Linked DNA regions of Sus scrofa: region 2 is linked to region 1. Evidence: chromatin contacts called from public HiChIP or PLAC-seq data. All regions are on one chromosome and are shown on one strand. The core of a region is the stretch at or near the end of the contact, and the rest is flanking DNA. Distances in the headings are between cores, read along the strand shown. Region 1 has its middle 260 kb from the start of NR2F2. Region 2 overlaps LOC102160410 (atherin-like).

Evidence for each region. HiChIP or PLAC-seq counts read pairs in DNA pulled down with a chosen protein or histone mark.
Region 2: a contact with region 1 is called in an H3K27ac HiChIP or PLAC-seq map of skeletal muscle, with 4 times the contacts expected there. The contact joins two enhancer-like sites. A contact is called at or near these places in 1 of 47 Hi-C or Micro-C datasets (embryonic fibroblasts) and 1 of 2 datasets of contacts at active chromatin or transcription factors (skeletal muscle).

What each region holds. Positions count from the first base shown.
Region 1 is chr7:83,350,573-83,355,957 of Sscrofa11.1, reverse strand. No RefSeq gene overlaps it. Among named protein-coding and RNA genes, the nearest start is that of NR2F2, 260 kb to the right of the region's middle. Within about 2 kb of position 2,372, at least 29 of the 83 cell types and tissues checked have an H3K27ac peak or open chromatin away from gene starts, as enhancers often do. A contact at or near this core is called in skeletal muscle, where this site is marked.
Region 2 is chr7:83,114,111-83,119,533 of Sscrofa11.1, reverse strand. The region is part of intron 1 of LOC102160410 (atherin-like); the gene reads right to left. Among named protein-coding and RNA genes, the nearest start is that of NR2F2, 27 kb to the right of the region's middle. Within about 2 kb of position 2,478, at least 1 of the 83 cell types and tissues checked has an H3K27ac peak or open chromatin away from gene starts, as enhancers often do. A contact at or near this core is called in skeletal muscle, where this site is marked.

The DNA of each region.
Region 1 (5,385 bases), core at 1,123-3,622:
CCTTAACTAATCAAGTTCCTGATGGTGCTTTATTCACTTTTGTGTTCCCCAAAACCAATCTGTCCACACTAAACATTTAATGACATTAAAAAACAAGCTATAACTTATGAACAATGGATTTTATGAATGTTAAGTTGTTTTATATCCCTCCCCCCCAACACACACACACACACACACACACACACACACACAAAATGTACATTTTAAGGGGAAAAAAATGGCGTGTTTTACCTCAAATGTTGAAAAGTATTAATAAATCTGAATTTAGACTTAATTTTAATAAAATCTTTATAAAATTGTTAGTTTTACCAATTAAAATTCTATCACTAATTGTAGAGTCATTTCCATGATTCCAATGTGAGCTACTAAGAAAACCCTAAGCAGAAGCTATTTGAGCAAGAGTTTCCACTGTAGAGTGGTGGGCCTAATGATCCAGCTTGTCTCTCTGGAGGTGCCAGTTCAATCCCCAGCCCAGGCACTGGGTTAAGGATCCAGCATTGCTGCCGCTGTGGCACAGATCACAGCTCCCACTGGACTCTATCCTTGAACACCTGGCCTGGGAATTTCCATCCACCATGGGAGACAGCAGGGAAAAAGTAAGAGAAAAAAGCTATATGACCAGTTATTTCTGTGCTACTAAGAATATAAACAAATTTCCAGCATCGATAGCTCATGCAATATACTCTGGGTAGATGGGGCAGAATTCCTTCACAACATGACAACAATAGCAACAATGACCACATGGGACTTCCAGGCCTGCAGCCTTGGATTCTGGATCAAGGGACTCTGACAGAGTCACAGCACCTCTCCAGGTTGGATCTTCTTATTTGCACAGCAATATGGCTGACAAACAGGTCTAGAATTCAAGGTAAAATGAAACAGTAAATAATTCTGCTGGAATTCAGGTGGCAAATAGCAAGGAGGAGGTGAGAAGATGCCTTTAATTAAAGGAGTAGCTAAAGTTTATTTTGTTGGAAATTTCTAGATGCTTCCAAAACAGTGCTGTCTAAATTTCCCTAAACCACTCCAAGCCATCTTTAAACTGTTTGCAGAATGGCCATTCCCAGGCAAAGTCGTTTCAAGCCAGTTCAGCTCCGCAACACAGATCTCTGCCTTTTCATATCAAAGGGGGCTTCCTGCTGAGTTTGTTTACACCATTAAATTTCCTCAAATGTAAAGCCGGGAAAATTTTTCCAGGTGTTCAAATTCCTAGAGGGTGGGGAGAGTGCCGAGCACTATATTAGATCAATACCACGCTAGAGTGAAACACAAAGAACCTTTTTCACGGTGTTGCCCCCTCTGGAGATCCCTCTTTCGGAGGCAGTCTTGGCAGGGCCCGCAAGGCTGCCTGTCACTCTCCTGTAATACCAACTGCCGGACCCACCAGGGCGGTCCCCGGAGTTGTGCTGCGGCAGCCTTGCAGGGCCGAACCCGGCCTGGATCCGACCTGCGGGCAAGGTGCAAGATGGCGGGATGGGGCGCACCTGCCCCGCTCACCTAGTACCTGGGTTCGTTGCTGGCCTCCTAGCGCAAGGGATCGGCAGGCTGCCTCCAGAAACCCAATTTAAATAAGGAAGGATTGAGATTCCTAGGAGAGCTCCGGGTTGATATCAGAGAGAGAGCCTGGGCTTCTCCCAGCCAGGTGAAAAGAGCTGGCAAGGTCACCCATTCAGTCACCAGGTGGTGCATTTAATTTAAAAGGAGTGTTAACCTTGTTTATACAAAATAACACCAATATGCAGAGAAGCAGTAAATCCATTGTCGTTAAACAGCGGGGAGCCGCTGGCGCTGGCAGCCTGCCCGCCGGCGACGTGAACTCGGCTGGCACCGGGCGGGGAGCGCGCCGGCCGGGGCCAGGCCTGCGATCCTGCTGGCCTCGCAAGAGAAGGCCAGAGCTGTGCCCTTTCCGCCCTCCAGATGACTCTTTGCATTCTTGTCAAATATATTTAGAACAAGAGGTGTCCACTTAAAGAGAAACATTTGTTAATCACTTAAATGCAGGCGTTTGGCAGCCCTCCAGTTTCACCTTTATAAATATGTAGGATCGGTTTCCAGCTAAGCAGGGAACTCCTGGGCAAGTTCTCATTTCTCTCCGCGTCCCCTCGAATTGACCTAAGGTGAATGTCCCTAGCACCTTATTAATTTTCTATCCCAGGGGGCTTTCCGGAGCCAGTACCAGCCTTCTATCTGCGCGTTGACGGAGATAAATAAATGATGCACGCTAGAAAGAGAAAGAGAGGGGTGTTTCTTTAAGCAAGGGACAGATTAAAGTGAAATTCCTGTTGACGGAGGCGCTGGTGTCGTCGACATCCTCCTTGTTTACCAGCAGCTGTCCCCGTTTAATGACACTCTGATAACTCACGGAGGCTGCCCTGCGGTAGGGGGTGAAGCAGATAAAGGGGCCTCTGTTTAAACAGTCCAGTCCTCGAGCCCGCTCCTCCTAACTTCCCTTCATTTAACGATCGGGGAAACTGTTCAGAAGAGGCAAACTCCGGGTGCAGACGTTTTTACTCTCCTGCTTTTGGAATCCGTAACCTAAAAACCGCGGCTGTCCTGGCCAGCCCTCTGCTGAGCTGATGGTTATTCCAGGAGTGGAAGCTGAGGAGGGGAGAGGCGGGGAGGTGGAAAGGCAGCTGATGGGCCAGGTGAGAAGGTCAGCGCTAGGTGTCTTGAAGAACTCTGCATTTTTCTTTCTTTTTTAAAAAACAGTGATGTTCCCTATCCCTCCACCCCTCCCCATACAAGTCTTCCTAAACGAACAAGTCAGGGACAAGGTTGCCGATTTACTGTTCTTTAAGGGCTGATTCAGCATTAGGAGTTAATCACATTAAAAAAAAATCACTTTTAATTCTTGGAACAGTCTCCATAAGATTGTAACGTTGCAGAGGACCTTGCGGGCATCCAAGCTAACATTCTGATCTTGCAGCTGAGAAAGCAGGTGCTGGGGAGGCTAAGGGGTTTGCCTAAAGTCACTCAGAAGTTCTACCGCAGAATGGAGGCTGAAACCCAGCTCCCAACCCATCATTCTTTTCAGACAGTGTAATATTATACAATATTATACATATTTTATAATATAGCTATATAATATATTTTATAACATATACACATCAGGTTAAGTAGAGGGAATTTAAAGAGATACACATGTATCTTTATTTAAATGTATATATTTTCAAAATTTCCTCTTTCTGTCCTGATGCAAACAGCAGCCATGGAATGTGTTTCGCCCTGAGGGGGAGCCAAAGCCCTTACCTGGCTCAGGTCCCAGCCTGGTCCATCCTTGGGCTTCTCTAAGACACACCTCTACCCTGCTTATTTCATGAATACAATCCATTTAAAGATCAACAGACCTGGGATCTCATAATCTCTTTCATGCTCTAACCAGTCAAGCACACATACCTCCAATAAAGCAAACACAGAGAAAAAATTCATTTCTGCTTTTAAAAAAAATGAAGATTATGTGAAACAAATGATCTTACGTCCATTCATTTCGATTTTGTCACCCATAGGATGTCCCATATCCAACTCCAGAAATTTTGAGACAAAAACATAAATACAAGGCAGGTAAAGTGTTTTGAGATATTTGGAAGAAAGATGTAAATGTTTTTGTCTATGTGGTCTCTTCAGGAAAATTCTTTACAGTATTTTTAAAGATAAGTACTATCCTGCAATACAGTGGCCTCCAATAACATGAGGTTCATCACTTATATTTTCAAACTATACTGACTCCTCAGTTTTGTCTTTATAGCAAGGTATGATAAAATTGTTTTTTTTTTCCTACAGAATTTAAAGTTAGCTTAATAATCTTTTTATGCCATTTCCTTAATGATCAGTCGTGTCCCCCTAAAGGCCTGTGTTAAAGTCCTAATGCCGAGTACCTCAGAAAGGGATCTTGCTTGGGACACGGTCTGTATTTATAGAGGTAATTAAGTTAAGATGAGATCATCAGAATGGGTCCTAACCCAGAATGACTGCTGTCCTTATACAAAAGGGAAACTTGGACACAGAGATGCATATAGAGGGAAGATGTGAAGAGACACAGAAATGTATTCCTGTGGCCAAGGTGACAGGCCTGGAACAGAACCAAAACTTCCAACACCTTGATTTTAGACTTTGGTCTCCAGAGTTGTGAGGCAACAAATTTTGGCTGTCTAAGCCACCCAGTCTTTGGTATCTTCTTACAGAGCTCTAGAAAATGAATAAACCAATCAATTGTAACCATCTCAACAACTTTAACTATCTTCTAGAATCAATATTTCAAAGAGTAAAAAATAAATTTAAGTGGCTTAAAATTATTTTTAAACTGTTATATGTAAATGGGAGTATTAACAGAACTAATACTTATTATACATCTACTACATCCGGGGTAGGGCTTGGGGATCTTGATGTATTTTTGTTCATTTTACATATATAACCATGAATACTTAGGAAATAAAATTTTATCTAATTCAACAGAAGTACATTTTGTGTAGTAAGAACATTTACAGTAAACATGAGTAATTTAGCTGAGTACTAATTAAGGGGATTGTACTTGCTTAGCATATTTCATTAAATTACATATCATAGAAGGTAGAATCTTCTCTACATTATGCTCAATGGTACTTATTGAATCCTCCCCCATCACTTCTCCCACATTTTTTGATGCGTAACATAATTGATTGTTGAAAAGTTTATAGTAGGTTTTGTCAAGAACCTAGTTATGAACAGAGATTATAAATAAGCACAGTCAGTCAAGAAGGTTTACCAAGTAAGTGCTCTGTATTAAGTCCTGGAAGGAGGAGAGGAAAATAGAAAGGCTATACCACCTATCTTTGGGTAACTAAGAGTCTAATTGATTAAAAAAGGCCACAGGTAAGTCAGGAAAGCAAATTAAGAGTTCCCTGGTGGCTTAGCGGGAAAAGGATCCTGTATTGTTGCTGTTGTGGCGCAGGTTCAATCCCTGGCCCAGAAATTTCCACATAGTGGTCATAGTCAAAAAGAAAAGAAAAGAAAGAAAGAAAATTCAAATTATACTTACAAATAATAGCTCATCAGTCTAAAACAAAACAAACTCAAATAGGGAACCGTAGATCCTATGTGCCTGCAATACTAGTTCCAGTTACACCTGCCAACTAAGCTTAATTGCTGAGAAGGCCATCTTTCGTTCCCCAAAATATCAGGATTTGATTGAAAAGTCTGCAGTCACCTTAACTCAGGGTTCTTCAACATGGGCTCTAAGAGCACTTAAAGTGAATAATTCTTTGTCATGGGGGCTGTCCTGTGCATCACAGGACATTTGGCAATACCTCTAGCCTCTACTCACTAGATGCCATTTGCAATGCCTTCACCCAGTTTGACAACCAAAAATGTCTCATTTAGACATGGCTAAATGGCTCTGGGAGTCAAAAG
Region 2 (5,423 bases), core at 1,229-3,728, 240 kb after region 1:
ATTCAAAGGAAGGGGACAAAATGATCATTACTGCAGATGATAACATTTACTTAGATGGCGTAAAAGAATCAATTGGCAAACTATTTGAATAGGAAAGCAGTAAAGTAGGAAAATACCAAATAAAACGCATAAGTAGATAACTTTTCTCAGCAATTTTAAGATTTAACAGAGAAATTGTATTCACAGTAGCAGTGAATAAATTTGAGAGTACGCACACTGAGAAACTACATGAAGAAACTAGGACTGTAGCAGAAGTTCATGTGAAAAGATGAAAGAGAAGGCAGGCTTTACTTCTAAATGAGAAAACTCAATATTAAAGCCCAGATCCTCACACACTAACCTATCAATTGTCTTCTCTTACATTTTGTTTTTTTTATTTTATTTTATTTTTTGCTTTCATAGGGCTGCACCCACCAGATATGGAAGTTCCCAGGCCAGGGTCGAATCAGAGCTACAGCTGCCAGCCTACACCACAGCCACAGCAACACAGGATCCGAGCTGTGTCTGTGACCTACAGCACAGCTCACGGCAACACCAGATCCTTAACCCACTGAGGGAGACCAGGGATGGAACCCACAGCCTCATGGTTTCTAGTCAGATTCATTTCCACTGTGCCACGACGGAACTCCTTCCCTTACATTTTGAACTTGAGTTCTTATGCGGTAACAAATAGGGAGGCATAACCCAGAAAAATAATTGTAATGAGAAAAAAGACTTGCATTACTGGCTATGAAAGCATATCCTTAAATTGTGATAATAAAAAAGGAGGATTGTGGCAAAAAGAGTGATGGGGACAGAAAGACAACAAATAAAAAATTTAAAATACAGCAGTAGTTCCCATAACATACAATATTTAGATTAGTGAGGAAAAGAGGCTCTAGTAAATAGATTCTTACCACACAGACCAAATATATGAGAAATTTAAATGTTTTTTTAAAATAAAACTGAGCCACAAAAGCACAAGTAGAAAATACAGATTAATATTTACCTGCCCCTGGGATGTGCAAGGCCTTTCTAAACATAAAAGCAGAGGAAGAAAGGATAAATGAAAATATGCATTTACTTAAATTCATAAACATATACATTAAAAATCCTTTAACAGTTAAAAATCAAATGATAAAATAGAGAGATGTTTGCAATCCACAATAGTGAAATAAACTTACTATGCAAAGTTAATAAACTTACTATGCAAAGAACTTTTTCAATTTAATATGTAAAGAATGAACACAATTAAAAGAGGGAGTTCCCATTGTGACTCAGTGGAAACAAACTCGACTAGTATCCGTGAGAACTCGGGTTCGATTCCTGGCCTCACTCAGTGGGTTAAGGATCTGGTGTTGCATGAGCTGTGGCATAGGTTGCAGACGTGGCTTGGATCCCGAATTGCTGTGCTGCGGTGCAGGCCGGCAGCTGTACCTCTGATTTGACCCCTAGCCTGGGAACTTCCATAAGCCATGGGTGCAGCCCTAAAAAAAAAAGGCAAAAAAAAAAAAAAAAAAAAAAAGTCTTAATAGAACTTTTACAAGTTTAAATAGGTAGAAATTAAAGTAAAAGGCAAATAACATACACACAAAACAAGCTATCACAAATAATCAAGGAAATACAAATCACAGTAGGTTCTAGTTTCTTTGAGGAAGAATTAATGACGGTTTGTGAATTCTGTATTCTCGTTCACTGCAAGTGGGCTCTAAACTGACGTGAATACTTTGAGGGCAACTCTGCAAACTGTAGCCGCCCCCCCAAAAAGCCTTTGACCCAGGAATTCCACTCGGAGTAATTTCCAGAGGGAACAGAGATGCACACAAACAATTTAAAAGGGCGAAAAGTTACAAACAACATGAATATCTCTCTAGAGGTCAAATGAATTATGATACGAATGAATAAGGAAATATGATGCCAACACAAAACTCATGTTTTACAAATAGTTTTGACAACACGAGCAAATATTTATTATGACTTGTCAGATAGGAAAACCAGATTCCAAAATAGTGGATTACCGCAGGACCTCAGTCTTACTTTTCCAGTGAACAAATACACGCATGTGAAAAAAGAGAGGGAAAAGATGACAAAATATATGTCAACGGGTTGACAATGATTCTACTTAAGCGATAGGGCTACTGGCAATTTTTTTGACTTCTTGGTGCTTTTCTATAATTTCGAAACGTTCTGGGATAGACAGGTATGTATTTTTACAGTCAAGAAAAACATCATCTCCTGTGTGTTTTAAATCCTAGTTGGCCGGAAGCATGGAAGTGTGAGGTAGGCTGCCTGCGAGAGGATACTTCGGAAGAATAAAGGGAGCTTCTCAACCCTGTGTGAGTCTATGTCTTCACCTTATTCTAGCTTTTCTTTTTTGGTTCTTTTTTGTCTGTTCTGGAAAAGTTTGCAGCTTCCAACACCATTTTATGTGCTCCTCCCTGTGAGTGACAGAGCAGAGAGTCCCAACAATACTTAATGTATTTTGTGTCAGGGGCCCGTGGGTCAGCAAGGTTATTAATAAACATAGCCTCTTGTTCTAATTTGGGTCCCTTCTCTCCTTCGCGTGTCTCCTCCTGCCCTCCTTTTCCTTTCACTTCTCTGTCTGACCCTTTTCCCCTTCTCCCTGACATCAAGGATTCAGCCTTCATTTTAGCTCGAGTTCTGGCACTTTTCCCATATCGCTTTTCTGGGGTTGTTGTTGCTCCTGGTACGTTTTCACGGGGAATTTAATTTTTGAGGAAATGCTTCGTGTCCTAAATCGATTCGACGCAGGCTGATGCGATACTCTAATCTGACGTGCCTGGGAGACGGGAGGGAGAAGTCAAGTCGAGGAAAATGTGGATGAGCAGAGAAAGTACCTTATTTTTGGAAAAAGAATTTCTGTCAAACAAGATTCACTGACCACAAAATTAGCCAGATGTAAGGGGCTGCTACGATCAGCTCTCTACATAAAAGGGAGAGAGTTGGAAGGCAGAAGGCAGCTTAGACTTATTAAAAATATTATTTTTCTATTATCTTTGATAAGACAAAAAGAATCATGTCTATTTGGGTGTGTGTCTATCCATTTTAGCTTCCGTTTAATACTTGACTTACTACCTCAACTTATATTTAGAGGAAATCTTGTGTTTTTGCTGATTTTGTCATACAAATAGAAGTGGTGCATTGTCCCCATCAGTACCAAATTTTTACACACAAGCTCTTCAAATCGTGGGAACTTGGTAGAAATCCTGTTCTTTTTTTTTTCTTTCTTCCTTTCCCACATGCAACATATTCTAATTGCAGCTTCAAACCAGAGAAGATTACTTTGGGAACTGAAAAAAGTCACTTCCTACATACATCCAAATCTTCATGTGCTCTTTCCAAATTTATTCAACTTCAGTTGTTACTTTCTTCTAATAAACACAATATTGCATCTCCTGTCAGAGCTTTCAGGGAATTACATGTGCCACTGAGAGTTACTTAGCAATGATAAAGCAACATTTTTATATCAGAATATATGTAAAAGGGAATGTATGATTCTCTGCTGAATTACTCATACATTTCAAATTTACCTACTGCATTTTTTTCCTGTTCAAGAATGCATTCTTTTTAAAATGTGACCTAGACCACCTTTTGTAGAATGAGTAGAAGTCTTTTCGAGTGATGTAATTTTTTAATATGATTAACATGACTAATTCTCCTCTGAACCAGGGTCCTCGTGTTGAAAAAGTGGAAACAAACAAAACATGACAAGGAAGCTGAATTTATCAGAGAGGGGAGAGATCGTTTTCTATACCTAAACTTCTTACCATGAAACATACTAGTTTTACTGCATTACCAGAATTGCACCTGACCTTCAGTTTTTCACAAACTAAGAATGACAATCTTCTTTTTTTTTTTTTTTTTTTTGTCTTTTTGCTATTTCTTGGGCCGCTCCCGCGCATATGGAGGTTCCCAGGCTAGGGGTCCAATCGGAGCTGTAGCCACCGGCCTACGCCAGAGCCACAGCAACGCGGGATCCGAGCCGCATCTGCAACCTACACCACAGCTCACGGCAACGCTGGATCCTTAACCCACTGAGCAGGGCAGGGATAGAACCCACAACCTCATGGTTCTTAGTCGGATTCGTTAACCACTGCGCCACGACGGGAACTCCAAGAATGACAATCTATGTGAACTTTAGATGCATCATGCAGTTGGCTTCTTGATATGGTCACCCCTCAGCACTGTACATTAACAGTCAGAGAGACAGAGATCTTGAACTCAGCTCAAATCTCCACTGGAAATGGCTCTTCATCAGACCTGACTAAATGTCTAGTTGAGCTCCTTTCCTACTCCCTAGTTTTTTATTTTCCTTCTGAATAGATCATCCTTACCTGTTCTGTGACAATGATGAAAGGATAAAGACAGCTTTAAATGTGCTCTGTTAAATGTGTGGCCATTTATGGAATGGAATAATATTTAAGTTATTTTCTTTAAAGGCAGTATTTTTTGTAATAGACATAGGTTTGCATGAGCAGTAACTTATTAGGCTGTGGTGGGGAAGAAGAGAGGGGAAAAAAAGGAGAGGAAGCTTTTCTTGAGTGCCTACTATGTACCACCCAGTGTGACACTTAGACTCATTCATTCATTCAGTGGAGCTCTTACGTTGTGCTATGTATGTCCCACATCTTTTTTAGTGTTGTCTGCACAGCATCACAAGGAAGAAGAAACTATTAACTTTAGGATGTAGATGAGAAAACTGAGGCTTAGAGATGGTGAGCAACAAGTCCAAGACACACAATTTGTGTGACACAAAGCAAGGATTCACACCCAGGTTCTGCTCGCCAAACTAGGCACTTTCGATGATGATGAATAGACTTCCCTGTCTGCGTTTTGGTGAGGGCTCAGAGTACAGACGAAATCCTGGAGTTTACTGGAAGACTGGGCTTGAGGAGGTCAGTGACACCTGATCACTTATAATGTATGATTTGGGGTTGTCTGAAAAGCCAAGAATGACCTCCCAAAGAATTACATTGGATAGTATGGCAAAAACAGCAATTCTCGTATTAGTATGACTAGACATATATAATGTATAATATTTTCTACACTATATATGCTATACTATATATTCTATAATTTATATTAAAATACCAATGACACTGTGTGACTCAAAATAGACAGACTAGTGGTTTTTAAGAGCTGGGCGTCTTTGTGCCCTTGTTTCATGTATTTTAAAAATTCTATATTTAAAGGAGGTCATTGGTTCTAAGATGTTCCTTGAAATTTTGATAAATAAATGTTCTGAGGATCATCTGTGGGGAATTTTTCCCTCACATAATAGGATCGGATGCAAAGTACGGTTTTATGCCCCGTAGCAGGCCTTTTTCTTTTCTTTTCTTTTCTTTTTTTTTTCTTTCCTGTCCACTCTGTTTCAGCAGCTTCCAAATCCCAGGCTGGGATCGACAGGTTGTGGGACGCGGGGG